Regions from separate parts of the Mus musculus genome. Here regions 1, 2, 3, 4 and 5 are each linked to region 6. Evidence: chromatin contacts called from public HiChIP or PLAC-seq and promoter capture Hi-C data. All regions are on one chromosome and are shown on one strand. The core of a region is the stretch at or near the end of the contact, and the rest is flanking DNA. Distances in the headings are between cores, read along the strand shown.

Region 1 (4,421 bases), core at 1,272-3,771, 630 kb after region 6:
CTCAGGTTCACTAGTGGAGAGCCTATCTATTCAACCAAGTTTTTCCTCTCTTCTATAAGTATCCTTGCTCTTGGAGAGGTATAAGAGGAATTTTCTTTGCCAGGGAATTTTATATTTTAGCTCACCAACATCTGAGTAGGACTATGTAACTGACTAACCTTTGGCCAAGGGAAAAAAATCCAGAGATAACGTTTGCACTTCTGGGCCAAGGCCTGAAGGCTTCCCACTTTGCTTCTCTTTCTAACCACTGACTACTAAGACTAGCAGGATCCTGAAAGTATGTCCTAACACCTTGGATGTTGGGATGACTGTAGAGCTAGGAGCCTGTCTCTCTCTCTCTCACAGCTGCCACTCATACTTGATGTGTGTGTGAGAGAAACGTGCATGGTGTTAAGCCACTCACACTTCTGACTTGATCTGTTACATCAGTTAGTCACACTCCCTGTTTAGAAAATAACAGCACTTGCCTAAGAATGAACTACTATCATACTAAAACCCCAACCTGGTCACAGGGACAGCCATCCTCAGACCAAATTCTGCCACACTTATTAAAACAAAATTCCTTAGCAAGAAGGGACAAAAACAAAAACTGTTTAGTAGATGCAATGTCATTCTAGATCCTTTATCTTTTGTATATTTAAACTATTACTTTTATTGAAAATTTTATATATCACAGTCCAGAAAAGATTGGGTTGTTTTTTTTTTTTCCTCCCCATATGAAGTGGGCATTGGTAATCAAAAAATCTCCACTATAATCATCAAACACAAAATCATTTAGAGTAAATCTCCTGAAAGTCTAGGTTACAAGGCTGCTTATGCCATATGCATGCATAAGTCTTTCTAAAAGATTTGGCCAACATGCATATCTTAAGAATACTTAATATTAACAATTAGCACTAACTATTGTAATTAAATGTTCAACTTAACCAATAAAAAATTCTGAACTTAATGTGCTAATTAGCAAACCTTAAAAAGGACGTAGTCAACTTAGCAACCACAAACCTTGTGTTCATGCTTGTAGCATGAGGCCTTCCTGCCAGTCAGTATTGTGAGGAACTGGGAGTTGGACAGAGCCCTACCAGGCAGAAAGACAGTGAGTGCAAAAGTAACTTTTATTCTCCTGCAGTAATTGTCATCTTGGCGCCTTACTGCCTCAGTCTGCTAACCTAGGCCGAGTCCTGGAAGCTCCTAGCCTCCATACAATCTGACCTAGGCCCAGAGTGTTTTCAGCCTCTGAGACTTACTACTGAGTAAGCTCACCCTTTCTAGTTCTTTCTGAGCTATGACTGGTTCGTTCAACTTGGGTGTTCTGGCTCAAACTCCTCTCCAAGCTGATTTATTAAATCTGCCTTTTCTCTCTTTTGGCCTCTCTTGAATGATTCTGCTTGACCTCATACTAACTTTGGCAGTGTGTGCTAAGCTTCTGGCTCCTTGACATTCTTTCTTTACCTGTGTCTAGCTTGTTGTCTTTTCAACCTGTCCCTGTAAAACTCCTCCAGTGAAACTGTCTCCTCCTCCCTCTCTGTGCTGCTCCGCTCTCCCTCTCAACTCTCCTGTGCTGCTCCCCACAAGCTCTCCTGTATTCCTGTACTGTGCTCTCTTCCTCCTGTACTGTCTGTCTCTCCCTTCAGTAGCTTCCCTTTCCTCTCTCTTCTCCTGAGAGTTGGACATATCCTATTCTGTCAAATCTTTCTCTGATTCATCACTTTGTCTGTCATTCAATTAGACATCACTTTCAAACATGACTGCTTCTTTCTACAAATTAGCTAAATCTTCATTGTTCAGAATGAAAGGCGAGTACTATGGACATGTCTATTTCAGACAAAAAGATTAAAGGTGTGTGCTAAGGGCTGAGCCACGCCTAACTAGAAACAGGTTCAAATATCCTGTAACAAGACAGAGGCCACTGATAAATGAGGAAGATGGCCAACTTCTAGCTTCTTTGGACTCCTTTTGACTAGACACTGAAGCCCGGCAAGCATTTATTTCCATCAGCATGGAGGAGAACACTTCCAACTGACCAATCAGGCTGGTCAGATATGTTTGAGGCCAGTCCTACACATGTTGTTGAGGCCTGCTAGGCTAGCATAGCTGTAGTCGTTTTGTTTCATGCCTGACACAGAAAATAGTTTGACTCAGAGTAGAGTCTAGTTTTCCACATATCCTGTTATGTGGTTGGTTATTCTTAAGAAATTCCACAACCACAGGCTCCACTTAGGACCAATCAAATTGAAGGTCAATTTGAAGAGTTATATCTAAACTGTCAAATAGCTTGAGTAAGAGAAAACCAACCTACAGCCCTTTCTACACCTGCATATGAGCTCTTTGTGGGTTTTGCCTTTATAAACTTGCCCAGGGAAACATTCAGATTGCAGTCTTAGCTCTTACGCCTATGCTGTGTCCCTGATCAATCAGTTCTGTGGTGTGCACTCAATAGATTCTTTGTTGTTAACTGATATGGCAGTTCAAGTGATCCGTGCTGTGATTCCTTGACCATAACACACTGACCAATCTGAAATGAGGGGAAAGGGAGCCATGTGGACCACCCAAAACACTTAAAACCCCAGCCTTCTAGGGAGAGCGTTCTCCATGTTGTGAGGAGCCTCTCTTTCCCCCATGCCTTGTGTGTTTATGTGTGTGCACCTCTCTGTCTCTGTCTCTGTCTCTGTCTCTGTCTCTGTCTCTGTCTTTCTCTCCTCTCTCTTTGACTTTCTCATCTCTCTGTCTCTCTCTCTTTGTCTGTGTGTGTGTGTGTGTGATTGTTTCTTAACTTTTACAAAGTTTAATAAAACAGACTATTCCTACCTGACATACCTAAGAGATTTCCTGCCTTTTAATTCTGTAATTAGGGGAAGAAAAACATCAAGACCCCATATGGTAACTATTTAGGAACCTGTCTAAGGTTTGTCTGAGCTTTACTAACTCATTAAGGTCAGGATAAACAGAGGCAAGCCATAAAAGGATAGCAGGGTGAGTGTGCCCACTGAGATGATACTGTCCCTATCTCATCCTGGAATGGCAGCCACTTCCCAGAAATATTAGTGTGGTAAAGGTCCCAGGCTTGTTATTTTCTTTCTTTAACAAAAGATGTTCCCCTTAGAAACCTCTCTAATTCTAATGGCTATATATCATAGGACAAACATTATTTAAGTTCTTAGGGGACTGAGATTGATGGCTTTTTAAGAGTTAATATGAGCAGCTGGCTCAAGGGAGACTTTATAAACATTGCTTCTGCTGAGATTGAATTTCTCACTTTAATCATCGTCTTCCTTCATTAGTGGCAGTATTTCTTCAGGGTCTTCTTATCTTTCCTCTATTTGCCCATCTCACTGTGCCTGTTTGAATCAAAATCAAAAAGAACTATTAACAAGTAGTTAAGAATGTACAAACATTCTTTAATAAAGTTAAACCACATGGTGACCAAAGACTTATGCCTAGAGACTGAAACTGTCTAACTGGACTAAGGCTCTGTACCATGAGGGGAAAAGAAAGAGGCTCCTCTCCTTCATAAAATGAGAGAGAGGGAGCAGTGCTGGGCCACATTCCCTAATTCTCTACACTTGTCTGCTTTTGTTCCTGCCCTGTCAAGTAGTGAACATGCTTGGTCCTCTTTGCACCTTTTAGTGAGAGTGCCGTGGATGGAATGGAAGAAAAAATTCTAATGGAGTTTTTGTCTCACAATGCTATATCTGGGCTCTTTTTACCTTATAAGGTTTAAAAAAAAAAGATATCTTATAGTTTCTGATTTTTTCTTTTATGGTTTTCTGTGCATGCAAATGTGTGTGTATCCCTGTGCTCTGTGCTCATATCTGTTTCTTGTGCTTTTCTCTGGCTCTTTTTCGAGTGGTTGTTATTTGTTTTGTCATAGTCTGGTTTCCTTGCATTTGATCATTGGTATTTTTTAGATGCCTATATGTCTTTCAATGAGAGAGAGAAAGAAAGGCTATGGATTTGGGTAAGTGGAGAGGTGACAGTGACCTGGGCAGACATGTGGGAGGTGAAACCTTAATAAAAAAATATATTGTATGAAAAAATATTTTCAAAACAAAATTTCTAAATTCAAAATCTAATACTTCTATCTCAAACCTCTATAGAGTTTTCAAAACCTCAATGGAGTTTTCAAAAGAACCCCATTCTTAGTACCAGTTAAAAGAACATACTTAAAAATATGTCTAAACAAGACTTATTTTAAAATGTTTGTTTTGTGGCTAAGCTTAGTCAAAGTATCACACAGTAGTTAAAAGTGCCAGACTAGTGTAACTGACCTTCTGTGTGTTCAATGACTATGCTTAGAGGCCTATATTAATACAGAGATGTTAAAAGGCCAATATTTTGCTTCTTACCCTCCAAGGTCAATCAGGTCACAGAGGACTGTGGGTCATCCTCAAGATGTTTTTGTCTCTAATGAGTCACTCATTCTC
Region 2 (4,483 bases), core at 1,180-3,679, 630 kb before region 6:
AGCTGAGCTTCCATGGGAGGTGGAGAAACGAATGTCTGTTCGGAAGCTTGCCCCAAACTAGCAAGACCCCTAGAAACCATTCATGGCTCTGTGAGTCTGACGTAGAATGTGAGGTGACCTGCGGACTTGAGGGATGGGAGACGAAAGTGGACATTTACGTAGGAGCAACTCTCCCCTCATCCTTTGAAGGCAGAGATGAGTGTGTATCCTCAGCACCGCACCCTGAGTGGGTGAGAGGCAGGTGCCTGATGGAGAGAAGCCAAAAGAGTGCAGATCTCCAGGTGGGGAGTTCTATACCTGCACAGGCAGGCTCTGTGCAGAATAATCCAGTCATTTACACCATTGCAGTCAGTTATCGTTCAACCTCGGGGTGGGGGTGGGGGGTGTCTCTCCAAGGAAGCATCTTTCCTGCCTTTATTCTACCTGTCCTGTTCCTTTCCCCATCCCCACTGCCCTGTTCCAGTAACCCCCCAACCTCACAGAGGCAGTAATATCGCAGTTGCCACCCCTCTACTATACCAGTAATTTCCAGGGCAATCCACCCAACAGCTCTTGTGAGGACTCAGAAGGCTCCCTGATTTCTGTCCCTTCGACTCTCTCTCATTTCCTCCTGAACACAGTTACTGACATTTCTGCCCATGCACACCTGGTCTCCCATCATGGTGCCCCCCTCACCAGCTCACAGAAACCACATACACTCTCTCCATCTCTGGAGGACCTTTCTCATCCACCCAGGGCCGCTCTGGGGTCGTTTGCTCTTCCCTGATTTTCTGACGTACTTGGACTTGCCCACCGCACTGTCCCCCAGGCAGATGATCTTCACGTTCTCATGGGTGTCGTACTTCTCCTGCTCCAGCTCACAGTGCCTGTTTCTGTCCCCTGCCATCGGCTCTTGTTGGCAGACGACTGCCAGCCCCGGGGTCTCGTCACCGTCTGGGAAAGCCGACAAGAGTTCGCCGTTAAGAGGTGAGAACTCCCCTCAACTAAATCTAGTTTCTTCTTCTTCCTGAGCAGCTGATGAGAGAGAACCCACATCCTGACAACTTGGCCACCATGCGCTGAGCCTGGGAGCTCTATCTCTGTCTCTGGAGTCTCCTGACATTTCTCATTGCAGAGGTGTCTGGGTCACACCTCTCTCCCTACCTTCTGTACTAGATTTACAAGTTCAGCATATATACATTTTCTATATACATATTTTTACTTGTAAAAACACAAGCAACAAACATCAACAGAGTGCCCAAGTCACATGGAAATCTGATATTTCGCAAAAACAGGCAGACATTAACTGTACAATCTATGATGCCTGACCCATTCATGACCACTTTCCTTCTCTGTCCCATTGCTGCCATCAGCATCACAGTCCCTTCACCTTGGTAATTCCTCAAAACTTTTATTTATTTATTTTTATTTTGCGGGTGTCCTTTTTAAACCTCTAGTGGCTTTCAGCCTTCCTAATGCTGCAACTAGTGGCTCATGTGGTGGTGACTCCCTCAACCATAATATTATTCCAGTTGCTACTTCATAACTGTAGTGATGAAAATATCTGTATTTTTCTGATGGTTTTAGGTGTGCCCTGTAAAGAGTGGATCATTAGACTCCCAAAAGGGTCACACAAGTTGAGAACTACTGCTCTGTAATTTTACCCAATTCCTAAATGTAGATGATACAAACAATACCATGTCAAGACTTTGTCCTGCACTGCCTAAACTCAGATATTTAACTGCTCATCAGTTTTGTAAACAGGAGACTAGGGCATATAGGAACGTTACACGTTAAACATAAACAGTAAACTAGTTCTATGCACACTTCTCATATTTCCACAAGTATAAGACGTGACTACTATCCAGTGTCAACACCAGTGCGTAACATCATCTCTAGCCCGGTCCACTCGTTTCATATTCAAATCCGATTCGACAAACACTGCTTCGAATGTACGAATGTACAATAATCCAGATTCTTCGCCAGCTGGACGCACGGCATTCACACTACAGCCTGACTGGGAGTGGTCCGTTCGAAAGCCAAACCCCGACTATCGACTCACAATGGAAGCCCTCAGTGACTGTCAGTGTCTTCGCGATTTACGAGGGCTTTCTTTCGTGGGACAAACGTTTTTTAGGCGCCCACCAGGCCTAACCCCTCATCTCCTTATAAAGGACCCGCGATCTGCGGTCGGCTCTCGGCTGGGTCTCCGCCTTCCCTCCGCCCCACCTCTCGGGCGGGTTCCCCAGGCACTTTCGGCTTCGCGGAGGCTTAGAGGGACCCGGAACACCGCAGATGCGCTCGCCCACCACAGCCCCTGGGCCGCCAAGGCAGCCAGCCGCCTTACCCGTTTACAGATGACTGCAGTCCCGCAGCAGCTCGGCCGCGTCTCTGCCGCTGCTACGCGACCGCACCAGGACCCCGAGCTGGGCTGTCCGGCAATGGCCCGAAGGACCTCAGCGAGGCGCGGGCTGGCTAGCGCAGTGCCTGTCTGTCTGGCACCTTCCAGGATGCGCATCTGTTCTACTGACCCGGGGATGACAGAGCGGATGCTCTGGCATACTGGTCTGCGGTGGGAGTGGGAACCGCAGGTTGGAGAGGCATATGGCCAGCAACAGGTTGCTGCAGTATGTGATGCCTTGTTTCTCGACACACCCCCCCTTAATTTATTTATTCACTTTCCATACCGGTAGCTGCCTCTCCCACCCGACTCCCCCTCACACAGTCCCTTCCCCCATCTCTTCCTTTTCTCAGAGAGTAGAGCCCCTGCACCCCTTCCCCGACCTTGGGTGTTCTCTCACCTTGGCACACTAAGTCTCTGCAGGGCTAGGTGCATCCTTTCCCACTGAGGCCAGATAAGGCAGCCCACCCAGCTAGAGGAATTCCACAGACGGGCAACAGCTTTAGGGGTAGCCCCCTCCCCACTCCAGTTGCTGGGGGACCCACATGAAGACTGAGCTTCACACCTACTGTGTGTGTGTGTGTGTGTGTGTGTGTGTTGTGTGTCCAACCGTGTATGCCCTTTGGTTGGCGGTTCAGTTTCTGAGAACCCTCAAGGGTCCAGGTTATTTGACTCTGTCAGTCTTCCTGTGGAGTTCATATACCCCCCCCCCCCGGGGGGGGGCCCTCAATCATTCCCCCAGCTCTTCCATAAGAGCCCCTGAGCTCTGACTTTCTTAATCTCTCTCTATATATGGAGGGGCAACTAGGGAAAAGCCCCCCTCCCCCCAGCCCTTGGGCTGGAGTAGTTTAGGGTAGGGGCAGGGGATGCTAGCCCTACCCTCTAACAGGTAGAGACTGGGCATGCTGGGAGAACCCAGGTCTGCATTGATATGTTAAATAGGCGCCTCAGTTAGCCAATTGCTTGAGACCTAATAGCAAAGATCAAAAATTATTTCACAATAAAAACTGTAATGTATCCGTGGTGTCTCTTGGGAGCCTTCGCTTTATGGACTCTTGGGGATTTACCTCAGCTTTACAACATGCTCCTGCTGCAGTGCCATAGAGAGTCTAGAACACTGCCTGAAATATTCTAGGTTCAAAGCTATTGTGCTCAGTGATGGATGAGTTCCAACACTGTGTGTGTGTGTGTGTGTGTGTGTGTGTGTGTGTGTGTGTTGGAGGTGGGAGTTCCTCACCTCAGGCTTCATGGATGTTGTTGTTGTTATTATTATTATTATTGTATATTCTCCTACCAGCATTTCAAACAGTATTTATCTAATTAGTATATCTTTGGATTATATCATGTTAAAATACTTGGTTTTTAGAAATTGGTGTTTTGAGTTGTTGAGTTTTGTTTTTCTTAAAAAAAAAAAAGGACTAAATAAATTTTGGCTTGGGATGAGGACAAAATTTCCAACAAGTTTTGAGATCACTCCAAACACACATCTGCTGCTTTGTGCGGTAGCAGCATTCTCAGCACTAATAATATCTAAACTATGAAATCAGCTATGAAAGGGGCTAAAGAGATGGCTCAGCGGTTAAGAGCACTGACTACTCTTCCAGAGGTCCTGATTTCAATTCTCAGCAACTACACAGTGGCTCACAACCATCTGTAATGGAATCTGATGCCCTCTTCTGGTGTGTCTGAAGACAGTGTACTCATATACATAAAATAAATAAATAAATCTTAAAAAAAAGAAATCAGCTATGAAAAATGTAGTATCAAATGTTTAGCCAAGATTTAATATTTTATTAAATAAAGCAATCCAGATATTGCTTTTGTCTTAAATAAATGGTAAAATTATATGCATATCAATGAATTATTGTAAAATAAAATAAAATTCCATATAGTTTATCATGGGTAAATGTTTGAGTTGTTTACCTATATTATATACCTATACATCTGTGTTTACCTAAAATTTACGGGGTGAAAGGGGCCATGAGCAGAAAGAATTTAAGAAGCTTTGGCCTAGATGACCTCATCTGAGCAGAAACTAGGAGAGGAATCCCATCCTGCCCCCAGTGCAGTTATGAGTTTACCTGGCAGAGGTTTGTGAGTAGC
Region 3 (4,091 bases), core at 949-3,448, 680 kb before region 6:
GTGCTCAGTACGTGTCCCTGTGCTGTGTAGGAATGACATCAGGAGGCAGACCTTAGAACACTGGTGATGACCTCAGCCATCTTTCGTGGCGTTGCTACCTGCGGCCTTGAGTTGTCAACTGTAAATAGCCCTGTGATGGGGGCACATAAGGTCCTGTGATGAAACTGACTCCTAAAGGCGACTTGCATGAAGCTGGGATTCAAGCTCAAGTTTGCAACATACCTAGCCTTGTTAGTCCTGAGGCGACAGAGCCAGAGGCGTAACGAGTCTCCACCACGCCTGCCTTCTACTCATTAGGATGGGCCACTTGGCTTTTTCAAGCCTCGCAGTGTAGGACTCTGCACCCGTGTCTGCATCCTGTCTGAAAAGACACAGGGAGGTTCTGTAGGGAACTAGTGACATCTCTAGACAAGAGGATGGGTTTCCTTTTCAGGGAAGTGTAGCTAATGAGAACATGCTTATATCCTGGCCTGGGGTTACATTAGAGAGTAGGGATGGACCTGGAACATGCCAGTTTTGTTACCCATCCATTCTTCCTTCCATCTTCCGGCCCAGGCTCTCTAACTTGTAGCCTCTGCCTAGGGTACCAACTTACTAGTTTCCTGCAGGCCCATTCCCGAAAGTCTCTCCAAGGAACCAATGAGGCTGCTTTCCCAGCCCCTACCCTGGTTGGCTGTTGGTGTCAGTTCTTGCAGATGCACGGGTGCACTCTCCTGTGTCCCCTCATTGATGTTGATGTTTTCCTTTTGATATGTGGAGGGGGGGTCCTCCTTTCTGACCACCTTTCTTCCCGTCTCTGGTTACCATCCAGGTTTCCGATGACTCTGGCTTGTCCAACACTTTGTTTCTGAGTTGCTTCGCTTATCCTTGATGGGGAACCTCCTGAGCAGCCCGTAGGTCCTCTCTGACAGTTTTAGGGGGCTGCCTGTACTCTTCTGGTGTCTTCTCATGGCCTGCTCCGTGCCCACAGGGGTTGGAGAGAGATCTTGGCTTCAGTTCAGGCAGTCAGAGTTTGGGTCCTGTTCCAGATCCTCTGTAGGAGTGGGCCTCTACACTGTGGGTGGGGTCCCTCCTAAACCCTCCATCAGAGCTCTCCCTACCTGCAACAGGACATGGCATGGAGTGTGGGTGTCCTGCTCAGAGCTCTTGCTGTTTCCCTTTCGCCTTTCCTTGGTGGGGCTGTGGCCATTATGGGGTGGAGGATAGGACTAGCCAGTGGCGCTGGGTCCAGAGAAGCCATTCAATGGCCAGCATCCTTGCCAGACTTACCTGGCTCCTCCGTCTCCAGGGGAGGATGAGAAGCTGGCATCCCTACTGGAAGGGCGCTTCCCACGCAGCACGTCAATGCAGGACACAGTGCGTGAAGGTCGAGGCATTCCACCCCCGCCGCAGACCGCCCCGCCACCCCCACCCGCGCCCTACTACTTCGACTCCGGGCCACCCCCCACCTTCTCACCGCCGCCACCACCGGGCCGGGCCTATGACACTGTGCGCTCCAGCTTCAAACCAGGCCTGGAGGCTCGTCTGGGTGCGGGGGCCGCCGGCCTGTATGATCCGAGCACGCCTCTGGGCCCGCTGCCCTACCCTGAGCGTCAGAAGCGTGCGCGCTCCATGATCATACTGCAGGACTCTGCGCCAGAAGTGGGTGATGTCCCCCGGCCTGCGCCTGCCGCCACACCGCCTGAGCGCCCCAAGCGCCGGCCTCGGCCGTCAGGCCCTGATAGTCCCTATGCCAACCTGGGCGCCTTCAGTGCCAGCCTCTTCGCTCCGTCGAAACCACAGCGCCGCAAGAGCCCGCTGGTGAAGCAGCTTCAGGTGGAGGACGCTCAGGAGCGCGCGGCCCTGGCCGTGGGTAGCCCGGGACCAGTGGGCGGAAGCTTTGCACGAGAACCCTCTCCGACGCACCGCGGGCCCCGGCCAGGCAGCCTTGACTACAGCTCTGGAGAAGGCCTAGGCCTTACCTTCGGCGGCCCTAGCCCTGGCCCAGTCAAGGAGCGGCGCCTGGAGGAGCGACGCCGTTCCACTGTGTTCCTCTCTGTGGGTGCCATCGAGGGCAGCCCTCCCAGCGCGGATCTGCCATCCCTACAACCCTCCCGCTCCATTGATGAGCGCCTCCTGGGGACAGGCGCCACCACTGGCCGCGATTTGCTACTCCCCTCCCCTGTCTCTGCTCTGAAGCCATTGGTCGGTGGTCCCAGCCTTGGGCCCTCAGGCTCCACCTTCATCCACCCTCTCACTGGCAAACCCTTGGATCCTAGCTCACCCTTAGCTCTTGCTCTGGCTGCCCGGGAGCGGGCTCTGGCCTCGCAAACACCTTCCCGGTCCCCCACACCTGTGCACAGCCCCGATGCTGACCGCCCTGGACCCCTCTTTGTGGATGTGCAAACCCGAGACTCTGAGAGAGGACCGTTGGCTTCCCCAGCCTTCTCCCCTCGGAGTCCAGCGTGGATTCCAGTGCCTGCTCGGAGAGAGGCAGAGAAGCCCCCTCGGGAAGAGCGGAAGTCACCAGAGGACAAGAAGTCCATGATCCTCAGCGTCTTGGACACGTCCTTGCAACGGCCAGCTGGCCTCATTGTTGTGCATGCCACCAGCAATGGGCAGGAGCCCAGCAGGCTGGGGGCTGAAGAGGAGCGCCCCGGTACTCCGGAGCTGGCCCCAGCCCCCATGCAGGCAGCAGCTGTGGCAGAGCCCATGCCAAGCCCCCGGGCCCAGCCCCCTGGCAGCATCCCAGCAGATCCCGGGCCAGGTCAAGGCAGCTCAGAGGAGGAGCCAGAGCTGGTATTCGCTGTGAACCTGCCACCTGCTCAGCTGTCCTCCAGCGATGAGGAGACCAGAGAGGAGCTGGCCCGCATAGGGCTAGTGCCACCCCCTGAAGAGTTTGCCAATGGGATCCTGCTGACCACCCCGCCCCCAGGGCCGGGCCCCTTGCCCACCACGGTACCCAGCCCGGCCTCAGGGAAGCCCAGCAGCGAGCTGCCCCCTGCCCCTGAGTCTGCAGCTGACTCTGGAGTAGAGGAGGCTGACACTCGAAGCTCCAGTGACCCCCACCTGGAGACCACAAGCACCATTTCCACAGTGTCCAGCATGTCCACCCTGAGCTCGGAGAGTGGGGAACTCACGGACACCCACACCTCCTTTGCCGATGGACACACTTTTCTACTCGAGAAGCCACCAGTGCCTCCCAAGCCCAAGCTCAAGTCCCCGCTGGGGAAGGGGCCGGTGACCTTCAGGGACCCGCTGCTGAAGCAATCCTCGGACAGTGAGCTCATGGCCCAGCAGCACCATGCTGCCTCTACTGGGTTGGCTTCTGCTGCTGGGCCCGCCCGCCCTCGCTACCTCTTCCAGAGAAGGTCCAAGCTGTGGGGGGACCCCGTGGAGAGTCGGGGGCTCCCTGGGCCTGAAGATGACAAACCAACTGTGATCAGTGAGCTCAGCTCCCGTCTGCAGCAGCTGAATAAAGACACACGCTCCTTGGGGGAGGAACCAGTTGGTGGCCTGGGCAGCCTGCTGGACCCTGCTAAGAAGTCACCCATTGCAGCAGCTCGGTGAGCAGGGTGATGTGGGGAGGGGCCTGTCCCCCTGTCTTCTATTCCTTTTGTTCATTACAGGCTTCCTGCTGTCCTTCCTCATTCTGTCCCATCTCTCATCTGTCCATGGCATGGGTTCTCCCTGTCCACCTTTTTATCTTTGGTTTTGCTTTGCAGTCTGAGATAGATGGCTCTTTTAGTACAGCTGCTCTGTGGACACCTGGTGCAGGCAGTGGTGGGCCTGGGTACCTGTGAGACCCAGGGATGTTGTGAGACCTCCCAGGACCTGCTGGAGGCGGTGCTGCGGGCTTGCAACTTTGTATTCCAGCTTCTAACTCCAGCTGCTTTTGCCTTACCTGAGAATCTTTTCACCTTGTACTCTGGAGCCGCTGCTCTGTCTTGGCAGCTGTCTGACCCTGAGTCTACTGCCCCGTGGCTCCATTTTGGTTCTCTTTCTGATAGTATGGCTGCCCCATATGGCTGGTGTCCTGGAGCACCCCCCTCCCTTGATTCTTTTTCAGGAACCAGAGTACATTGGTTCCTTTCCTTAAGGGACTTGATACA
Region 4 (4,169 bases), core at 819-3,318, 710 kb after region 6:
CTATTAAATAAAAAAAGAAATTAAAAGATAATAATAGAAACAATTCCATAGGAAAATAGATCAAAATATCTTTCTGTTAGGAAATCAACAGCTCACCGTCCCAGAATCCGTGCCCAGCACTAACAACACAACGTCTACGCAGCATTTCAATCCTGAGCACAGAATGAAGAACAACTGAAAGCTTTGGTCAATACAGGTAAACATGGGCATTTTAGCACAAATTGTTATCTTTCTTAGTAGACCACATCGATTATGAAAAATCACCAATAATTCATCTTGTTATTCCATCACACTGAACAAGCTTTGAAACTTAGAACCCCTTATACACGGACAAAATTCCTGATTTTTTTTTTTTGACTACAATTTGAGTTAACAATTCCAATATACGCTTAAATGTGTAAGTTATGACCACATTATTTGAACGAGTTAACAGGTAGGCGTGTTTTATTCTGGGTATGCTCCTGTCACAAAAGCTATTTATAACTCAAATAATTCGAAGTGTCTTTTTTATAACTAGGCACAAAAAATTCAGCCACAGTAAAAGTGTGATTCAAGCAATATATCGATTTTAGGAAGTCTATGTGTTGGTAGATATTAATATTTCATATACAAGCAGAACAATTTTATTAGGATACACATTATCTAGCCATGGATTGAGATATGTTTCCAGTTGATTCCACTAGTAATAAGTGCGGGACATCGTTTTTAATAAAGAACACGGAGCGTCGTCACAGTGTCGGCTTCTGCTTCTGCCCAGCCATGTTAATTACTGGCAATATCCTCCCCCAGATCGCCGGTGTCAGAGAGTTGACCATCTTGCAAGTTGTGGGCCTTCCAGATTCTCACGGTTCGATCACTACAAAACAAAATTAAAATGGACATATGAACGGAGGCAGAAATGCCAAGAAATAGATCTCAGAAGTACTCAGGGAAACTTTTTTAAAGAGGTCTTTAATGAATGCAAGTAAAAAGCAAACATTGATAGAATGCTTCCCGCCTACAACTTTCTACACCACGTGGCACAGACAGACGCCGCCCACTCCAAATCACGTGATCTGTGACCCCGCCCCTGCTCTGATGTCACTGGTGCATTTTTTCACCTATTTTCTTCCACTTCTGGCTAGAAGAGAAGGTAGAGTTTGTGTCCGCCCTGCTCTCTGCTCCCTTCCTCACAGTCTAGTCTAAGACCCAGCACACAGGAGATTCATTGTGATTAATCAGACAAGCAAGAACTGAATTCGTCAATCCAGCTATTCAGAGGAGACAGCAAACAGATGTTACCACCATATTCTTACATATTAAATGGAGAAAGAAGCACAAAGATTGTTAAAAATAATTTGTTCTAAATATAAATAATAGCAAATAGGTTGCTTTTCTGAAGACAAAAAAAATCAAAATTAGTCATTAATGAATCCTTTTTTTCTTTTTTTAACTTTAATTTTTTTTAACTTATTCACTTTATATCCCACTCATTGGCCACCTCCCAGTCACCCCCTCCCACAATCCTTCCCCATTTTCCCCCTCCCCTTCTCTTCTGAGCAGGTGGGGCCCACCCTAAGTCACCAAAAAAAGATCTGACAGTAGACCCGGTAATATGTACTAATACTGAAACAGCCTAACATTCTGGTCAGCCCAGTCTCAAGGCTCATCGTAGAGATTCAAAATCATAATTTAGGATCCAGGCGTGATGGCACACCACGACAATCCCATCTCTTGGGTAGCTAAAACAGAAGGACTATGAGTTCTAAGCCACCCTGGACTTGAACAACAAGATCATATCAAAAATAAATAGAAAAAGATAAATCAGTCACCAGTCACCAGTTGCCAGGATGCCTGCACTGAGAGAGGGATCTGTTGTGCTCAGTGCTGGTGAGTACTTATGGCCTGCAGTATTGAAGTCTGAGTACTAGCAACCCACCCAGAGCAGACCCACAGGAGGACACTTACTCAGCAGCAGTAAAGACATGGGTGGAGTTAACACAAATGGCATTGATGGGACTGTCATGACCTCTCATCTCTCCAACGGGCACAAAAGTGTCCACATTCCAGAGTTTCAGAATGCCGCCTCTGCAGCCACTCAGCAAAACCGGATGGCCTGGCACCAGGCCCAGGGCACACACCCAGTCTTTGTGTGCATTTGGGACTTGCTGAAGAGAAGAGAGAAAGCAGAACTGAAGAGGAACTTCAGAAACCAACGTTGGTTATGGCGTTTTTAGTGGTAAAACTCAGTATGAGGAATACAGAACGTCCTTAAAGTTATCCAAGTCCATTTCTATACATTCAATGCTATAAGCAATAAATCTACAAGTTGCTTGGTTAGGAATCTATTGAATCTAAAAGACTCAGATAACACAGGAAATTTTTCTCCTCTTTTCTACCCAAAACACACATAATAAAACAAGTTTGTAAACTACAAACTGGTATATGGATTAAAAGAACCACGTCATGAAATCACTCCGACGCTTTGCTGAATATGGAAGCCTAAGGAAAATGGGAATTTAACTATATATGTCATGATGAGCAGAAAAAAAATTATTAGGTAATATTATGACTAGATTTTGTGTGTAAACATTTATATTCACAATATAAAATCGCAATCATGAATAAATGAATATATGTCTATGAAAGCATCCTAACATGGTGTATACACCTGTTGCCCAGTGTTTTCTATTAATATTCATGCTACGGGTTCATTCTGTCTTCAGGTTGAGAACAACTAAAGGGGTAGCACTTGTAATCCCTCCAAATATATCCATGGAGCAACAGACAGATGCAAAGAATTATAAACAACTTTCCCTGTTCACTAACTTTTGTCCCTTTGGAGCACGTACTGAAAGACAACCGTCAGTTTACTGATACAGCGCAGCCCCGCTGTTGTGTACGGAAGCACTGCCCTGTGGGCTTGAGAAAATGCTCCCACAACTGAGGAGGCTCCACTGCAGATAACGGTTGCACTGCTTGGGAGATAGGTACGTTTAAAAACAATGAACAGCTACAACTGTCCCACCTCAGGGTGGCTGTATTTAATAAACAGATCTCCACAGAAGTTCTGCTTCATCCTAACAAGTATCAGTAGAATGCTTACCTTCCCCCAGTTAAAACTCTGAGGAGAACGAATGTAAAATACATTTGATATTGAAAGTTGAGGCTCCACAGCTTCCATTCCAAACGCCTAGTCTATAACCCTATAGAAGACCACTCCGTTGTTTAGACTTTGGGTCTACTCAAATTTGGTGTATGATGTTTAAATTTATTTGCAAGTTATTTTTATAATAAAGATTATAAGATTATTTTTTAAAATTAAAAATAATCTTTAAGAGAATTCTCAGATTAAACAATGATAATCTAAATAGAACCCCCCCCCACACACACACACCATCACCATCACCATCACCACCAACAACAACCTACTGGACAGACTCCTGTGTGGTGTCAAAATATTCACTTCACACATAGTGGAGTTTCTGAATTACCTGAAGAAGACCTTTCTGAGCTAAGTCCCATTTCTTGATTCCATTATCTCTGGACCCACTGAATAGGTTATCGCCTTGAATGGCCAGTGCTTCTATCCCATCATAATGAGGAGGCTCGAAGTTGTGGGTGGGACTTACAGTTCCAAGAGCCCCTTCAGTCACATCGAACATCTACAGGAGAGAACCAGAAAGGAGTCATCCCATTCGGTTTTTAGGTAAATGCCTCCAATTGCTTATTTCCAACCACACAGATGTGCACTGAAAGGATCTGCTAACTGGAGGACTCTGTGGAATACCCCTCAGCCCTGTTTCACAGACCTTGTTTGCATATCACATCTTCTGTAAACTTCAAGAAAAGCAATTAGATTTTTTTTCATGTCTGAATAAACAAATGAGACACTCAAAACTGAATGCATGGATGCGTTTGAGATGGAAATCAACAAATCACGATATTCAGTTAGAATTACTAGGTTGTCAATTCCAGATTCCTTCTCCGTCTTCCCAAAGCTACCCTCCAAACCTTTTCACTTTTGCACGGCTGAAAAAGACAACCAATGATTGAATTCTATCAAAATTGGTCAATGTGGACAGGATAGAGCACAGTGGGTTCAGCTCTTGACTAGACTGCATGAAGCCCACTGTCAGTCTCTAGAATGGAATAAAATCGGGTGTAATGACTAATCTCGGTTGCCAATT
Region 5 (4,447 bases), core at 1,856-4,355, 600 kb after region 6:
TAAAGCCACTTTTAATTGCAAAGGCCCGGGATTGGCAAAAGCACTACTTCTATTGAGGATCTCTCAAACATTTAGAAGCTTTTCAGGCTATTGCATGTTCGTGATACCCAGTGTCTTACATGGCATAGAACAAACTTGCCTTGATAAATACTATGAGATAGGATACTTAAAATTCAGGCAGAACCAAAAATTTTTTAAACACAAGAAAATCTTAGATATCATTTCTGCTCACCGTAACAGTGTAGAAAATGGTCAGAAACACTACATTTATTCATAGCACATGTTTTATTAAAATTTGACTGCATTAGAATAAATTTTCATGTGTTAGCGAAATAGGATTAAAATTTTAGTTTAGGGCTATGGTGTGCTTGAAGAGATTAAGGAAAAAAAAAACCCCACTATGGGAATTCATTCTCCCCTCACAGCATCTGAGCTCCAGGAACTGAGTTTTAGCCATCGGACCTTGACCTAGGGGCAACTGAACCAAGTCACCAACACTTTAAAAGAACGTTTGTCTGCCTAGTGTTGGCTGATAACATTTGTTTTCTAATTGTCAAATTAAATGTCTCCTTGACTTCCCGGCCATTCACATCGTAGTTGTTGTGGGTGATCACTAAAATAAATATATTTTCCAATAATCTCTCTTAATTTTCTTGTTACTTATCCTGCCTCTTTCCAGACTCTCAAATTTGAAGACTTTAGTGTTGTACCTCGAGGCTATCAATGTTTCAGAATTCTTCTCCCAACCAAAATTACTAGGTTCCATGTTCTACTTCCTCATTCTTGCAAGGCAATGATAGGAACCTGATAAGAAAACTGTTTAGAATCATGAACAGAGTTGAAGGGATATTGGTAGTATGTCTCTCAAAAATATCTACCTTAAACAAAGGAAATCACAGCCTAAATGCAGCTGATGCTTTGTCATCAAGCACCTTTTCCATTCTCACCAGTACCTCATGTAAGAAATCAGGCACCAAATCTAAGGAGGGGCATAGTGTCCACACTTCAGTCTTCATTCTTCTTGAGTTTCATGTGTTTAGCAAATTATATCTTATATCTTGGGTATCCTAGGTTTGGGGCTAATATCCACTTATCAGTGAATACATATTGTGTGAGTTTCTTTGTGAATGTGTTACCTCACTCAGGATGATGCCCTCCAGGTCCATCCATTTGGATAGGAATTTCATAAATTCATTCTTTTTAATAGCTGAGTAGTACTCCATTGTGTAGATGTACCACATTTTCTGTATCCATTCCTCTGTTGAGGGGCATCTAGGTTCTTTCCAGCTTCTGGCTATTATAAATAAGGCTGCTATGAACATAGTGGAGCATGTGTCCTTCTTACCAGTTGGGGCATCTTCTGGATATATGCCCAGGAGAGGTATTGCTGGATCCTCCGGTAGTACTATGTCCAGTTTTCTGAGGAACCGCCAGACTGATTTCCAGAGTGGTTGTACAAGCCTGCACTCCCACCAACAATGGAGGAGTGTTCCTCTTTCTCCACATCCACGCCAGCATCTGCTGTCACCTGAATTTTTTATCTTAGCCATTCTGACTGGTGTGAGGTGGAATCTCAGGGTTGTTTTGATTTGCATTTCCCTGATTATGAACTAACCAGTACCCCGGAGCTCTTGACTCTAGCTGCATATATATCAAAAGATGGCCTAGTCGGCCATCACTGGAAAGAGAGGCCCATTGGACTTGCAAACTTTATATGCCCCAGTACAGGGGAACACCAGGGCCAAAAAGGGGGAGTGGGTGGGCAGGGGAGTGGGGGTGGGTGGATATGGGGGACTTTTGGTATAGCATTGGAAATGTAAATGAGTTAAATACCTAATAAAAAATGGAAAAAAAAAAAAGAAATTAAAAGAGCAACACTGAAAAAAAAAAAAAAAAAGAAAAGAAAAAAGAAATCAGGCACTTACACGACCAGCCGGAGGGGCCCAACAGGAGAATACTCATCACTAGTTACCCAGAGGCAACACATTCCCACTGTTGCTTCTTGTCGCCGCATGCGCCATATCTCTGCTAACCGGCCCATTTCCTCCTCACCACCCCCTTCTTTTTCTTTCGACACCCAGAGGCAGCCTCTGTATCTCCTGTTCCTGTCCCTGTCCCTGAATAAACCTACCTGAGACCTGTCACAAAATTGTAACTTTATGGATCCTGCCGTATAGATCCAACACCATACACTACAACTGTTCCCTTCGCAGCCTCAGATCCAACACCGCACACTACAACTGTTCCCTTCGCAGCCTCAGTGGGGCACTTGCTTCTCTCAGTTATTCTACTCCTGAGAGTTTAAAAAAACAAATGAAATCCTCAAATATACAAATATAGAGCAGCTATAGTTGATGGGTGAGATGAAGGGCCATTACTCTCCCTTTAAAATCACCTTTCTACACTTTCAGGCAATATAGGAAAAGTGCGTGTGTGTGTGTGTGTGTGTGTGTGTGTGTTATATAAAAATCAGACTGTGAAACACATGACAAGTTTGCAAACTGAGATGTAGCCCTGAAAAATCATATTTTTGATATGCTAATTAACACAAAAGTCTGATTTTTTTTTATAAGAAACGACAAGAAGGAATGTTTTGCAGTGGGAAATTTGCTTTTGCTTTGGGTTTCCTGCACCACCTTTGGGTAGAAATAGAATCAGTAAAATTGTCAGCCTACATAAGCCTCAATCAAGGGCAGAAAGGACTTGATAAAAAGCTTTTCTGTTTCAAAGGCCTTTGTGCAGAAGCTTTGAAGGGAAATACCTGTAGAAGACGTACTCATTACTCCAGACGAAAGTTTCAGTTTAAAAAAAAAAAAAAAAGGGTAAGCTGTTGCCTAGCCTGATTTAAATCCTAACAGTTGTACAGTGCCTTATTAAAAAGAAAAAAAAAAAAGGGAGCTGCCATTATCGGCTTGATTAATTAAGTACTTAATTAAATTAAGTGAGAACTTGATGCTCCAGGGAACTTATTCAGTGAACTTTCTAGCTTGCCTCAGCCCTTGTTAGCAAATCACAACTGTGACAATTCACATACACACGAGAGCGTCAAACTTGCCAGTGCTTAATGAAGTGGAAAAGTTAAACAATGACTTGAAGAGACCTCGTTCCAACAGAAGACTTGGTTTGGTAAGTGAAGTAATGAGGACAGCAGACAGTCAGATTCCTGGGGTTAACATAGTTCTGCCTCTGCAGCTCATGGGACTTGATGCTAATGGCAGGTAATAAATAACAAGGCAGTGTTTTCTTCTCCCTGCAATGCCTGTGACAAATCCTACTACAAAGTCTCTAGTGAAGTTGCTTCCTTAAAATGTTCTTTACAAATCTAAGATGCTATTCATTTCAAACCAAAGTACATTGCTAAATTTTGCTATTTACGTATATGTATGAAGAAACATAGAGTATACAAAATATTATCAGGGAAAGCAGAATCATCCAAGAGGGCAAAGGTCTATACTCCCTTTTCAAAATGTTGTTTATGCATGAATCTTTATTCTTCCATATGAGCTCCAATAGCCCTATGAAAAATCTGATTGTATTTAACACAGAGGTTGATTTGGAAGGGAATAGCATTTTATAATATTCAGTACTCCCATTTAATACCTCTCCATTCATTCATATCATCATCTGTATCCTGGGTTGGAATTTTAATCTATCCACCAACAATTGTGTATCCTTCATTATACTACTGTCAGAATGTATTGTGACTACTTCTATTATAGTTGCAAAATTAAATTTCATGTCTTGTCTTTAATTTTTCATGACATTTATTTATTTATTTTTATTTTCAGAGGAGGCATTCAATTACCATAATATACATATGGGTGTTAGAGGACAACCTGCAGGAATTTGTTCTCTCCTTCCACCATGTGATACCTGGGGACCGAACTCAGGTTGGTAGCAAGTGCCTTTATCCATGAAAGCATCTCACTGGACTATTTTTAGAACACATTTCAAGTAGTTTGTAGCATTTCAACTACAAAACATGCTTGTTCTAAAATATCAAACATCAAGTTGCCTATTAGAGCGACCTTTTTCTTCTAGCATATCTGAAGAAAGAATAAGACATTTCCTCTGATGTGTACATACGGGTAGTGTAGAAAATATCAATCTGCAAAATGCATGAAACTCAAGAAGAAAGAAGACCAAAATGTGGACACTTTGCCCCTTCTTAGAATTGGGAACAAAACACCCATGGAAGGAGTTACAGAGACAAAGTTTGGAGCTGAGATGAAAGGATGGACCATCTAGAGACTGCCATACCTGGGGATCCATCCCATAATCAGCCTCCAAACGCTGACACCATTGCATACACTAGCAAGATTTTGCTGAAAGGACCCAGATATAGCTGTCTCTTGTGAGGCTATGCCAGGGCCTAGCAAACACAGAAGTGGATGCTCACAGTCAGCTATTGGATGAACACAGGGCCCCAAATGGAGGGGCTAGAGAA
Region 6 (4,204 bases), core at 1,110-3,609:
CCTGATCTGATCTTGCATTTCTCCAGGATCGTAATTTGTCACACAGGTTCACAGGGATGGGGCAGAAAAAGCTGCCAGGCTTTTGTCTTCGGTCAGGAGGCTGAGGAAGAAGGCAGCTATGTTGGAAGTTCCACAGTCCTGTTCCTCTCCTATGTCTGCCTATCTGAGACTCTGTCTAACTTCTAGTCCCTCAGAGTTTCATAATCTAAAATCATTGAGACAGAAACAGCCTCAGGTTGTAGTTAATAAGAGTGTACCTTTACTCAGAGTTTCTTGCACCTGGAAATGATTTTTCTGTGTATTGAGAGAGAGCTTATACTTTAGGTTTTTTGTGTTTACAATCCTGTCCAGCACATTTTGATATTATCTGTCTATAAAGTGAACTTTTTGAACCAATGGCCTTATTTTGGGTTTTTCCTAGGAGCACTGCATAGGGAGCAAATTTATCAGTGGATTCCCACTCAAAAAAAAAAAAAAAAAAAAAGTCTTTTAACCATTAACCAAGCCAGGCGTGGTGGCATACGCCTTTAGTCCCAGCACTCGGGAGGCAGAGGCAGGCAGATTTCTGAGTTCGAGGCCAGCCTTGTCTACAAAGTGAGTTCCAGGGCTACACAGAGAAACCCTGTCCGAAAACAAAAACAAAACAAACAAACAAAAAAACAACAACAACAAAAAAACCCCAAAACTCTAATAATAAAGTTTTACATTTTTCTACTTGGCTGATGGGAACAGAAATGAGATATAAATTTAAACTGCAAATGATGAAGCACTTTCAATTCAGTAGAAATTATAAACCATAAGACTATAGTTACAACTCCCAGTAAACAGCCATCTTCTACATAATTTTAGGTATATTACTATCTTCATCTTGTTCCACAAAAAAAAAAAAAAAAAAAAAAAGCTTAAATTAATAGAAAAGGTACCTGGCAGTTCTGAAACCTTACATTTTTAAATTTTGAAACGTTTCAGTTAACTAAGGAGAGTAGGGAGCACATATAAAAGGAGTTGGATGTCCAACCAAGTTCTTAGTGGCAATTATTCTGACGAGAATGTCTAGCATAGGAAGGCAGCCTTGTGCTCTTCCCTTTATCCATCATATCTAGCAAGGGCCAGAAGCTTCTATGGTATGCACTGGCCATGATTGAGCAAGCCCACTGGGCCTGAGGTCAATTGTAGACTAAATTATCTGGGAATGGTCTCAAATTGGTAAGTGTAACGTGTTCTCTGTAATCAAAGAGGATGTAAAGGGTGGAGGGAGTTAAGAAACGTCATCATGAATCCTAACGTAATTTAATTCTGGTTATTTCTAATAGTCGAGGAGAACTAGTAGAATACCCAGTTTCTTTTGATTCCAAGGTTGACAATTTAAAAGCAATCTCAGCTGCTATATGATGTGCTGCTGGCAAAATCAACCCGAATTTTCCAGAAGCTTTTCCTACAAAGCATCACCAACCATGCTGAAAACATACTTTGTCTTCAGCTTTCTTCAAATATCTTCCACCGTCAGTCTCAATTCCAATCTCACAATAAAGGGGTTATCTGAAGTCTCCGTAGCCCTCAACTTCATACATGTGAGCACTTTTTGAGACTACACACATAAATACTCCATCGCACCACACATTAAGATGCATAAGGGAAACGTACTCCAACAGAGACAGATATTAATGACTATTTATTACCTATTTTTAAGGACGACATTTACAGTGTCCCAGGCTGATCTAGAACTGGGAACAATCCTCCTGCCTCAGCCTCTCAAATGGGGCCAGTACAAGTGTGAGCCACCACTCACGGCAATAGCAACTAAAATTATATTCACGGAGGAGTGTTCCTCACCTACAAATGCCCCAACTCCTCACCAGGCACCAGGAAAATATTGCCCTGTAAACGAATAGATTCTTCAAAAGGGAAAGTCGCCCTGAAGCGAAGGGCTGGTTGTATGTTTCCATCTAAAAAGCATCAACCTTCATTATCAGCCAGAGACGATGAGAGGAAAAGCATTGTAATGATGGTTTTAGCGTCTCATCTCACTGGCAATGGAGAACAGGGATAACCGCAAACGAATGCAGTTTGGGAGCTTGGAGGTTAGAAAGCTGGGACCACTCATCGCCTTCTGGAGAGCAACAGACAACACAAGACACCCTTCTTTTCCAGAGCCTAGCGGCGGCGGCAGCATCACCTACAACAGCTCCCGCGCCCGAGCCCAGACCCGCCCCTCCCTCAGCCTCTGGCCACTCTGAGAGCTGCGAGCAGTGATTGACAGAGAAACCGTCCCGTCGTTGCATAAATGCTCCACTCCGGAACCGGTGACCCCCCCCCCCCCCACGCTTCCGTCCGACGCTCTCCCAGCATCCATTGCGTTGCGTCCTGTTCCCTGCTGTCCCTCGTCCCGCAGCGCTGGGCCTCTGAGCCCGCGTTCCGGGCTCGGCGCTCCGGGCTGCCCAGGGCTGGGCCCGGGACGCGGCTGCCCGCCCGCCCGCCCGCCCGCCATGGCGCAGCTGGAGGGCTATTACTTCTCGGCCGCCTTGAGCTGCACCTTCCTGGTGTCCTGCCTGCTCTTCTCCGCCTTCAGCCGCGCTCTGCGGGAGCCGTACATGGACGAGATCTTCCACCTGCCGCAGGCGCAGCGGTACTGCGAGGGCCGCTTCTCCCTGTCGCAGGTTGGTCTCTGCTGGCCCTGCCCCCGGGACGGATCCTCCCAACCTGTGCCTTTCCTCTCCCCGTCAGCCCTCCCAGACTTAAACCGTGAAGGGAGCTGCCTAGTGACTGTACCTAGCCTCGAGATTATGGCATATTTGTTAGGTGAATGCATAAAGATGATAGCTCCTCTTGGCAGTTGACCGATTTGTCTAACTAAGCCCTAGCACTAGAGACATGCAGGTGCTCCCTTGAACATGCATTAAAAACTACCTAAAGCTTAACCTATGAGGTTTTCCACCCGGTATTTTGAACGCGGAGTGGAGGATCTTAGGGCCCCCCAAAAGTTGATAGTTTTATTCTAACTTCATTCTTGGTCGTAGAAACTTACTGTTGTCTGGATTAAATTGGCAACTAGTCAGATTGCATCATTTAAAAAAATACATATCTGACTACAGAAATATGCACAGTGCAAAGAATCTTAAGATCCACCAGAGTTCTCATTATTGTTTGCCTGGTAGTTTGTAAAATTGGGACCTGGACAATTTAGTCGCAGAATATGCATTTTCTAAAGAGCAAGCCTTAGGAAGTAGAAATGAATAACTTACTGTCTGTTGGTTGTTGTCACCTTAATAATGGCAGACAGATTTGAGACAGGGAGCAAAACGTTCTTAAAATGGGGCTGGGGTGGTAGCTCAGTGGTTGAGAGCTCTTGCTGTTGTCCTGGAGAAGGCTACCAGACTTCTTTCTACCACAGTGAGCTGCTCACAACCATCTGTGACTCTAGGTCCAGAGGATCCAGTGCCACCTTCTGGCTTCCTCGGGTACCTGCATGCAGATGTTGCAAATAAGTATACTCAGGTGCATGGCACACACACTACATCTTAAAAATAAAACTTAAGAGATGTCTAGTCTGCCAGGATTTATTAATTATGTCATAGACGATCCTCTCCAAGTTCTTCATTATTAGGACAAATGAAACTTGATTATTTATTTATTTATCTTTTTTTGGCATTTTATATCAATGGGATAACTCTTGCTGTGCTTGACTGGTGGTCTTTTCTTTCTAAGTGGGATCCTATGATCACTACATTACCTGGCCTGTATCTGGTGTCGGTCGGTGTGGTCAAACCTGCCAGCTGGCTCCTTGGATGGTCTGAGCATGTGATCTGCTCCATTGGGGTGCTCAGATTTGTCAATCTTCTCTTCAGCGTTGGCAACTTCTACTTGCTGTATTTGCTCTTCAGGAAGGTGCAACCCAGAAACAAGGTATGTGCAGGATACAGTTACAACAAGTTTCCGTGCACTAAAGTCCACAGTGAGGAATTGGCTTTATAAGTTACGGAAGAAAATGTCTACCAGTTAGAGTGTTGGTGTCTGTTTTTCAAACCTAAGTGGAAATTCTCTACTCATGTTTAGAAGATACTTGCATTTAAATTCTGGAATAACTGTATTTGAAAATCTAAAGTAGATGTTTGTTAGTGAACAAAACCAGTTTAATAGTTCCATGTTTTCTTTGGGAACTTAGGTCTTCTTTTGTGGAAATGAGTTTAAGTTGAGGAGTTTTGGT

What was found. Promoter capture Hi-C pulls out the DNA fragments that hold promoters and counts their contacts. HiChIP or PLAC-seq counts read pairs in DNA pulled down with a chosen protein or histone mark.
Region 1: an H3K4me3 HiChIP or PLAC-seq map of neural tube shows a contact between it and region 6, with 12 times the contacts expected there. The contact joins the enhancer-like site here to the promoter of Alg10b in region 6. A contact is called at or near these places in 15 of 39 promoter capture datasets (the 3T3-L1 cell line, 3T3-L1-derived adipocytes, the HPC-7 cell line and 10 more), 4 of 15 datasets of contacts at CTCF or cohesin (the NIH/3T3 cell line, hippocampal excitatory neurons, pro-B cells and 1 more), 40 of 484 Hi-C or Micro-C datasets (the AML12 cell line, the C2C12 cell line, the NIH/3T3 cell line and 27 more), 21 of 115 datasets of contacts at active chromatin or transcription factors (PVALB interneurons, astrocytes, bone marrow-derived macrophages and 14 more) and 1 of 9 other capture datasets (pancreatic islet).
Region 2: a contact with region 6 is called in an H3K27ac HiChIP or PLAC-seq map of stem cell-derived neural progenitor cells, with 10 times the contacts expected there. The contact joins the promoter of Rabl2 here to the promoter of Alg10b in region 6. A contact is called at or near these places in 25 of 39 promoter capture datasets (the 3T3-L1 cell line, 3T3-L1-derived adipocytes, the C10 cell line and 17 more), 3 of 15 datasets of contacts at CTCF or cohesin (the NIH/3T3 cell line, large pre-B cells and stem cell-derived epiblast-like cells), 9 of 484 Hi-C or Micro-C datasets (B cells, LSK cells, Th17 cells and 3 more), 31 of 115 datasets of contacts at active chromatin or transcription factors (DN3 thymocytes, the NIH/3T3 cell line, VIP interneurons and 18 more) and 3 of 9 other capture datasets (embryonic stem cells, macrophages and pancreatic islet).
Region 3: a promoter capture Hi-C map of stem cell-derived epiblast-like cells shows a contact between it and region 6, with 5 times the contacts expected there. The contact joins the enhancer-like site here to the promoter of Alg10b in region 6. A contact is called at or near these places in 5 of 39 promoter capture datasets (embryonic stem cells, hippocampal neurons and stem cell-derived epiblast-like cells) and 8 of 115 datasets of contacts at active chromatin or transcription factors (astrocytes, embryonic forebrain, embryonic stem cells and 3 more).
Region 4: a promoter capture Hi-C map of the SN4741 cell line shows a contact between it and region 6, with 10 times the contacts expected there. The contact joins the enhancer-like site here to the promoter of Alg10b in region 6. A contact is called at or near these places in 15 of 39 promoter capture datasets (the 3T3-L1 cell line, 3T3-L1-derived adipocytes, the SN4741 cell line and 8 more), 2 of 15 datasets of contacts at CTCF or cohesin (hippocampal excitatory neurons and pro-B cells), 72 of 484 Hi-C or Micro-C datasets (the 3T3-L1 cell line, the AML12 cell line, the C2C12 cell line and 41 more), 18 of 115 datasets of contacts at active chromatin or transcription factors (PVALB interneurons, SST interneurons, astrocytes and 12 more) and 3 of 9 other capture datasets (adipose tissue, embryonic stem cells and embryonic tail).
Region 5: an H3K4me3 HiChIP or PLAC-seq map of neural tube shows a contact between it and region 6, with 7 times the contacts expected there. The contact joins the enhancer-like site here to the promoter of Alg10b in region 6. A contact is called at or near these places in 9 of 39 promoter capture datasets (3T3-L1-derived adipocytes, the SN4741 cell line, embryonic stem cells and 5 more), 1 of 15 datasets of contacts at CTCF or cohesin (the NIH/3T3 cell line), 13 of 484 Hi-C or Micro-C datasets (the AML12 cell line, LSK cells, cerebellum and 5 more), 18 of 115 datasets of contacts at active chromatin or transcription factors (the NIH/3T3 cell line, cardiomyocytes, embryonic basal ganglia and 12 more) and 1 of 9 other capture datasets (embryonic stem cells).

The regions. Positions count from the first base shown.
Region 1 is chr15:90,855,935-90,860,355 of GRCm38.p6, forward strand. No RefSeq gene overlaps it. Among named protein-coding and RNA genes, the nearest start is that of Gm36618, 58 kb to the right of the region's middle. Within about 2 kb of position 2,522, at least 1 of the 459 cell types and tissues checked has an H3K27ac peak or open chromatin away from gene starts, as enhancers often do.
Region 2 is chr15:89,589,494-89,593,976 of GRCm38.p6, forward strand. It overlaps Rabl2 (RAB, member RAS oncogene family-like 2), which reads right to left and starts at 2,430. Exons shown (of 9, transcript NM_026817.3): 1 at 2,327-2,430; 2 at 780-933. The coding sequence starts at 886.
Region 3 is chr15:89,546,338-89,550,428 of GRCm38.p6, forward strand. It overlaps Shank3 (SH3 and multiple ankyrin repeat domains 3), which reads left to right. Exons shown (of 22, transcript NM_021423.4): 21 at 1,289-3,545. Among named protein-coding and RNA genes, the nearest start is that of Gm36221, 20 kb to the right of the region's middle. Within about 2 kb of position 2,199, at least 46 of the 459 cell types and tissues checked have an H3K27ac peak or open chromatin away from gene starts, as enhancers often do. A contact at or near this core is called in forebrain and stem cell-derived epiblast-like cells, where this site is marked.
Region 4 is chr15:90,933,688-90,937,856 of GRCm38.p6, forward strand. It overlaps Kif21a (kinesin family member 21A), which reads right to left. Exons shown (of 37, transcript NM_001109040.2): 35 at 3,474-3,644; 36 at 1,948-2,147; 37 at 1-856. The coding sequence ends at 763. Among named protein-coding and RNA genes, the nearest start is that of Gm36618, 20 kb to the left of the region's middle. Within about 2 kb of position 2,069, at least 6 of the 459 cell types and tissues checked have an H3K27ac peak or open chromatin away from gene starts, as enhancers often do. A contact at or near this core is called in the SN4741 cell line, neural progenitor cells and neural stem cells, where this site is marked.
Region 5 is chr15:90,824,931-90,829,377 of GRCm38.p6, forward strand. No RefSeq gene overlaps it. Among named protein-coding and RNA genes, the nearest start is that of Gm36618, 89 kb to the right of the region's middle. Within about 2 kb of position 3,106, at least 13 of the 459 cell types and tissues checked have an H3K27ac peak or open chromatin away from gene starts, as enhancers often do. A contact at or near this core is called in neural tube, where this site is marked.
Region 6 is chr15:90,221,952-90,226,155 of GRCm38.p6, forward strand. Alg10b (asparagine-linked glycosylation 10B (alpha-1,2-glucosyltransferase)) reads left to right here and starts at 2,360. Exons shown (of 3, transcript NM_001033441.3): 1 at 2,360-2,657; 2 at 3,706-3,903. The coding sequence starts at 2,487. Mir7648 (microRNA 7648) reads left to right here and starts at 2,409; the gene lies at 2,409-2,461.